2 separate regions of the Mus musculus genome follow, and region 2 is linked to region 1. The links are chromatin contacts, called in public promoter capture Hi-C maps. All regions are on one chromosome and are shown on one strand. Each heading gives the region's core, a stretch centred on a gene start, on an enhancer-like site or on the middle of the called end of the contact. The rest is flanking DNA. Distances are from core to core; before and after follow the strand shown.

Region 1 (3,230 bases), core at 261-2,760:
TTGTAGTTCATTCCAGAGTCCATATAGACCCATTAAACGTTGTGCTTCTTTCTGGATGGTGGGAGGATCCAGGTACAGTAACTTACCTTTCACCTTGGAAGGAATATCTCTGCTTGCTCCACACCACTGGACTCCTAAAAATTTCACCGAGGAGGATGGTTCTTTAATTTTTATTTTTTTTAATTTGTAATTTCTTGTTTTTTTGTTTGTTTGTTTGTTTTTTTTGTTTTGTTTTTTTTTGTTTTTTGTTTTTTTTTTCAAGACAGGGTTTCTCTGTGTAGCCCTGGCTGTCCTGGAACTCACTCTAGACCAGGCTGGCCTCGAACTCAGAAATCCACCTGCCTCTGCCTCCCAGGTGCTGGGATTAAAGGCAGTTCACCACTGTCCTGCAGTCCTTTAATTTTTTTGAACTAGCTTATATTGGCATAACTGAGTCAATTTAAAAAGATAGAACATTGAAGAAAACAGTTAAAAAAATTTTAGCCCAATCTTTTTCATGGGTAAAATCAATCAGGATTATAGATGTTCACCACTCAGGTAGTTTATTTTTTGAATTCTGAAATGATATAAAAATTTTTCAATATTAGTCTTTTGACTTAAACTTTTTTTTTAGAATTATTTATTTATTTTATGTATATGAGTACACTGTAGCTGTCTTCAGACACACCAGAAGCAGTCATCAGATCCCATTACAGATGGTTGTGAGCCACCATGTGGTTGCTGGAAATTGAACTCAGGACCTCTGGAAGAGCAGCTAGTGCTCTTAACAGCTGAGCCATCAATCAGTTCAGCCCTTAACTTTTATTCCTTTCTAATTTCCCATTTTATTATTCTATCTATTTTGTGTTGTTTGAGACAGGGATGTGTAGCTTTGGTTGTCCTGGAACATCTTCTGTAGACCAGGCTGGCTTCTTTCCCAGATTTCTGCCTGCATCTTGCCTGTCAAGTGCTGAGATTAAAGGCCTGTACCAACACTGCACGGTGTAATTTCCCATTTAAGAGGTGGGAGATAAGGGCTGGAGAGATGGCTCAGTGGTTAGGAGCACTGACTGCTATTCTGAAGCTCACGAGTTCAAATCCCAGCAACTACATGGTGACTCACAACCATTCCTAATCTGGGGTGCCTGAAGACAGCTACAACGTACTTGGGTGTGGAGGCACACACTTATAATTCCAACAGTTGGAAGGCAGAAGCAGGTGGGATCTATGTGAGTTCAAAGTTCCAGACCTTTTCTTTAAAAAGGGGGCGATGGGAGTGAGCAGTAAAAGCGAGAATATGTTAATAAGTGAATGTTACGTTGTGATACTGAGGGAATAGTAATCAGAGAAGGCTTCATGGAAGAGAAGAGGGATGGTTTGCAGGTTCTAAAATCTTGAGTGATGTTACCCAGACCGCTGCAGGTGTAGGACCAGCCATAGCTGGCGATCGCCCCCTTCTGGCAGAGGGCGGCCTTGTCCCCCGACAGCGTCTCTGGAGAACGCGGAGCCTGAGGCACGCAGGCGCAGTGAGCGGACGAGGGCTTTAGGCGAAGATGCGCATGCGTGTAGTCCCATGGAGGCGGTAGCTGCTTCATCGCGGTGACTGGAGGCCGAGTGCTAAACTGTGTGGGGCACGGATGGGATCCAGCTGTTAGTCGGTAGGCATAGGTAGGGCCGCTGCCTTGCGGGGAGCCGGGGACTGGAAGGCAGAGGTCCTTAGCGCAGGCCCCGAGCGGTCCCTGCCAGGTCGCGGTCGACTATTGTATGTGTCGCAGCCGCTGCGTACAAGATGGCGGCGGCGGGGCGGGTGGAGCTGAGGGACCCCGGGTGGGCCTCGGCCGTGGCCTGTTTCCCCTCGCCACTCGCCGACCGCGCCGTCGCGCCGCAGTGCCCGTGGGCGCAGCCGCCGGATGCTGCTGCTCTGAGGAGGAGCGGGCGGCGCCCTCGGGGAGTCCGGCTGCCCCTTCCCCAGCGCCGCGGGTCTGCCGCTCCCCAGGCCTGACAGCTAGCGGGAAGACCGCCGCGTGCCCGAGCGCCTTTCGGAGCCCCGCGGGCCGCGTGCGCCCTTAGTCGGGCTGGAAGAGCTTCCTTGCAGGGGGCTGGGAGCGGGGTGTGCGGGCTGTTGTGGGCCAAGCGCCCCAGTGAGCACCGAAGCCGAGATTGTCGGCCCTGGGATGTCGTCGAAAATGGCGGTGACACTTCCACATTCTTAGAGGAGTCGTGAACACTGATGTGGGGATACATGCTTGTGTTGGTGTGGTTCCTAGCTTGGGGAAGAGCGGAGAGGTCTGTACACCGACTCTCATCCCCGAGGATGTGCCAGACGTCCTTTGTTGTTTGAAGTAATTGCCTATGAGGGAGTCTCAGTATTACAAAATCTTTGAGCTTGACAGTGATTGTAGCCTCGAGCTATTTAATATTAAAATTACCCTTTGGCAGTTTGGGAATTCTGGAAGGCGCACTCAATGTGAAAAGTTCTGAAGAAAAGCTTCTTACCAGGATCCACCCGACCATGTGGAGTCAATCTTTCCTAACCAGTTTGGAAATTGTTCACTCTCACATAAAATTCTCCCTCTCTTCATTTTGTGTATGATGGGTTAACTTGTTTTTCAGGGGAGTTGTGTTTACTGCTTAATTTTAGAAATTTAAAATGACAGACTGGAAAAAGATTACAAGAAAAATTAATGTAAAGCTGTTAACACAGAAAAATAAAGTTGTTTATTACATTTTTTCAAAATGTTATTAATGATTATACACTTAAGATTTAGTGGGCTCAAGCTGCTTTACAAATTTTGACTTTTATATTTCCATATTCTGTAATGTGTACTTTCATATTTGTAGAATCCAAAATGTAATATACTAAAATATGCTAGACCATTCCCCGCCTTATCATTTGTGTAGGAACCAATGGGTAAAGATAAAACAGTTGAAAGAAATTACAAAAATCTCCTTCATTTGTTTTGATTAGCTGGTTTTCAAATGTGTTCATGACACATACATAACCTTGTACATTGAATACGTTGTAGTTTTCTGCATTTGTTATGGAATGTGCTTTTTACCATAAATTCTAGTTCTAAAAAAGGTTGTCTCAGTCATCATTTTCTGGGTGTTGTAAGAGTGTTTTAAGATCTCTGAGACTTTGGTTTTTATGTAATAAATAAAAATGAGGAGTCTAATGGGCAGAGAATAGGTTTTGGAACCAAAAGTTATGGATTCAAATCCTTTTTGCTCTTATTATGTGTGAGACTTTA
Region 2 (3,230 bases), core at 260-2,759, 2.0 Mb after region 1:
TCTATGGCCATGAATTACAAATAAGTCCGGTTCATTCACATCCCTGGAGTAGAGAGTGAGCACAGAGTGGTGACAGACTGGAGACATAGTGGGCCCCAGAGCAATGGAACCTAGTGTGACAGACCATGACAAGAAGTTGGCTTCTTATTCTTTTTTTTTGTTTTTATTTTTCAAGACAGGGTTTCTCTGTGTAGCCCTGGCTGTCCTGGAACTGCCCCGAAGGTTTTTATTCTTAAAGTCAAGCTTTATCTTACATCTATGAGCTGTCTCACAATTACTACTTGATATTTATCTTGCTTTATCTCCACAAATAAGCAATAGCTAAAATTATTTTTAATTTTTAGTTAACAATTTTATATCCAATAGATAATTTAATAATGAAATAAGCTACATTAAAATATCAATAAACAATTTATTTATAACTTACTTATACTTTACTTAGTAATTAATAGTTAAATAGTTAACTATAGAAGGTATGTTAAAAATGGATTGTCCAGTGGACAGACAGCTGTCTTCTGCAAGCTGTCAGGCAAGTTCTACACTGGGATGATGTTGGAGGTTAGCTGACAGGATCTAAAGATATCCACTCTGGGAAGGGAGAGAGGCCATCACGTCCATCCTGAATTTTAGATAGTGCTCATTTGTAGACATAAAAAAGAAGTGCTTACTGAAGTCCGGGAAGTCGGGGCAGAGCATTCTGTCGATCCTGAGTTTTAGGTATTGTTTATTTGTGGAGATTAAAAAAAAAAAAAAAGGATTTGATGAATTCTAGGAAGGGGAGAGGCCGGTCTAGCCACGTTTTTTGTGGAGATGAAATCGGAGAGGGGAAGCAAACAGCCGCAAGTAAAGGGTTCATTGCACCAGTGAGCAAAATCCTAAAACTAGCCCTTGGCCCAGGCAGGGTTAACTCCCTCAAAGGACACCTCCGCTTTCCGAATCCTGAAAGCAAGAGAACCCCTCGAGCCGGTACCGAGTGAAGGGTGTCGACAGCTCGGGCCGGATCCTGGCACAGCGCCTACACAAGCAGAAGCCTGTGGCTTCGGAGATCAAGGGACGCCTCAATACAGGCAGCCGCGCCCCACCGCGCACTTCCGCCCAGGCCCGAGCTCCACAGAGTCCTGTCGGGACAGACCCAAGACCCCAGAATGCGGGGTGGGGAGGTGTGGTGGGGTTCGGCGCGGAGGACCCTGGGAGGCGGCGGGGCGCGAGGCCAGGGAACACTCGGAGACTCGAGGCCACCGAGGCAGCCGGAACGCCAAGCCCGGAACCAAAGCGCTTACCTTTCGGGGATGTGGTTTCTGCCCTTCTTCTTGGGTGGGGCACAGGCAGCAAAGTCCCGGCCCCGTCCACGACCATGTCGGCCATAATGCTGGTTCATGTGGGCGCAGAGATGCCGCCCACCCAACGCCAGGCGTGCCAGAGCGGCCAAAGTGGCGACTTCAGGGAGGCCAGAAGAGGCCGCGGGATCCAGAGGCGCCCGCAAAGGAACGCGACGCGTCGACGTCTCGCTAGGGCGCATGCGCCTTGCCCCGCCGTGCTGACGACACACGTCGCACTGAAAGTAGGGTTTGTCAGCCTGCCTTCGGTTTCGACTGTGCTGCACTTAGCTGGAGGCCGGTTTTGTAGCTATGTGAATAATTGCTAGCGCTGTAAGACCCCCGATGCTGGGCCTCTGCTCAAGTCCTGGGATGAACTGGCCAACACCCCAACATCTCGAGAGAAAAGATGCACCTGATGCAAACTGCAAGAGGTTTTATTATCAGCTAGCTGAGGAGAAGTCCCTCTGTCGTGCAGGGCAGAGGAGTTCAACCCCGAGCGGTGACATTAGGGGACTTTTAACAGCTAGCTGAGGAGGTAGGAGGAGTTGGGAGGAGAGTTGGGAGGAGTTGGGAGGAGAAGTGGGAGGAGTTGGGAAGAGCTCTTCTGGGCGTCCTTGGTGAAATTTACAAGGCAGGAGTGGGGAGTGAGTTCTTTCTGAATTTTTATCTCCGTGTCCTCGGCACAGGAAGGCAGGCATCTCTGGTTGTACAGTATAGAAACAAAAAGGCTTTTTGCTGGCTATAGAGAACAAAGAGCTTCTTTCTAGCTGTATTTTTAAAGATCAGGGAAAACAAGCTTGGGGAACATCCAGGGGCTTTACCTTCCAGGGAGAAACGCTCTAAGTTGGGGTCTCATAGCGCCACCCGAACTGCTCCAAATGAGGAACAGACAATCCAGCCCCAACCCTCTGATCCCTGCATTCTTCGTGAACGTTGTCAATTGTTTACATTTTGTATATACATGATATTTGCTTTCACACGGGTGTATCTTTTTTTTCCGCCAAAAAGAAATAAATCAAAAGTTTTATACAACATATTTCTCCTTATTTGATATATTTAACATATTTCTCCATCCATATATGTGTGTATAGTGTCACAGGCAGGGAAACATACATATTCTTCCTAATTTTGAATGACACAGGACACTTATTATAACCAACATAATTAAAAATACCAACTTTTTTTTTTCTTTTTCGAGACAGGGTTTCTCCGTGTAGCCCTGAATGTCCTGGAACTCACTCTGTAGACCAGGCTGGCCTCGGACTCAGAAATCTGCCTGCCTCTGCCTCCCAAGTGCTGGGATTAAAGGCATGCACCACCATGGCCCGGTCCAACTTTTTTTTTTAAGATTTATTTATTTATTATATGTAAGTACACTGTAGCTGTCTTCAGACACACCAGAAGAGGGTATCCGATCTTATTACAGATGGTTGTGAGCCACCATGTAGAAATGAAATTGCTGGGATTTGAACTCACAACCTTCAGAAGAGCAGTCGATGCTCTTAACTGCTGAGCCTTCTCTCCAACCCCCCCCCCAACTTTTTTTTTTTTTTTAAACCATTCCAATATTGAAATTCCTCTACCTGTTTGGAGTTTTTTTGTTTTAAGGTAAGTTCTCATTATGTAATGCTCTGTGATCTGGAACTTGCTTTGTAGAGTAACCTACCCTTGAAATCACAGAGATCGGCCTGCTCCTTTTTCAGCTCTAGAATTAAGGGTATGGGCCACCTTAACCTGATTGGAGTTTTTGTTTGGTTTGGTTTGTGTTTCTGATCTACTATTACAGAAAACACTGTGGTGTGAACATTCCTATAGGTGTATACTGCATCTGAATACCTAGACAAGAAATTACTGGGATGAAATACACTTTTAAAAAAGCAATTCATTCTATTTGTCAAAAATGCTGTCAGC

The links. Promoter capture Hi-C pulls out the DNA fragments that hold promoters and counts their contacts.
Region 2: a contact with region 1 is called in a promoter capture Hi-C map of pre-B cells, with 3 times the contacts expected there. The contact joins the promoter of Dusp11 here to the promoter of Zfp638 in region 1. A contact is called at or near these places in 4 of 39 promoter capture datasets (cranial neural crest, frontonasal cranial neural crest, maxillary cranial neural crest and 1 more) and 1 of 115 datasets of contacts at active chromatin or transcription factors (large pre-B cells).

The regions. Positions count from the first base shown.
Region 1 is chr6:83,912,843-83,916,072 of GRCm38.p6, forward strand. It overlaps Zfp638 (zinc finger protein 638), which reads left to right and starts at 1,511. Exons shown (of 27, transcript NM_001355286.1): 1 at 1,511-1,637.
Region 2 is chr6:85,960,158-85,963,387 of GRCm38.p6, forward strand. It overlaps Dusp11 (dual specificity phosphatase 11 (RNA/RNP complex 1-interacting)), which reads right to left and starts at 1,510. Exons shown (of 9, transcript NM_028099.4): 1 at 1,281-1,510. The coding sequence starts at 1,378.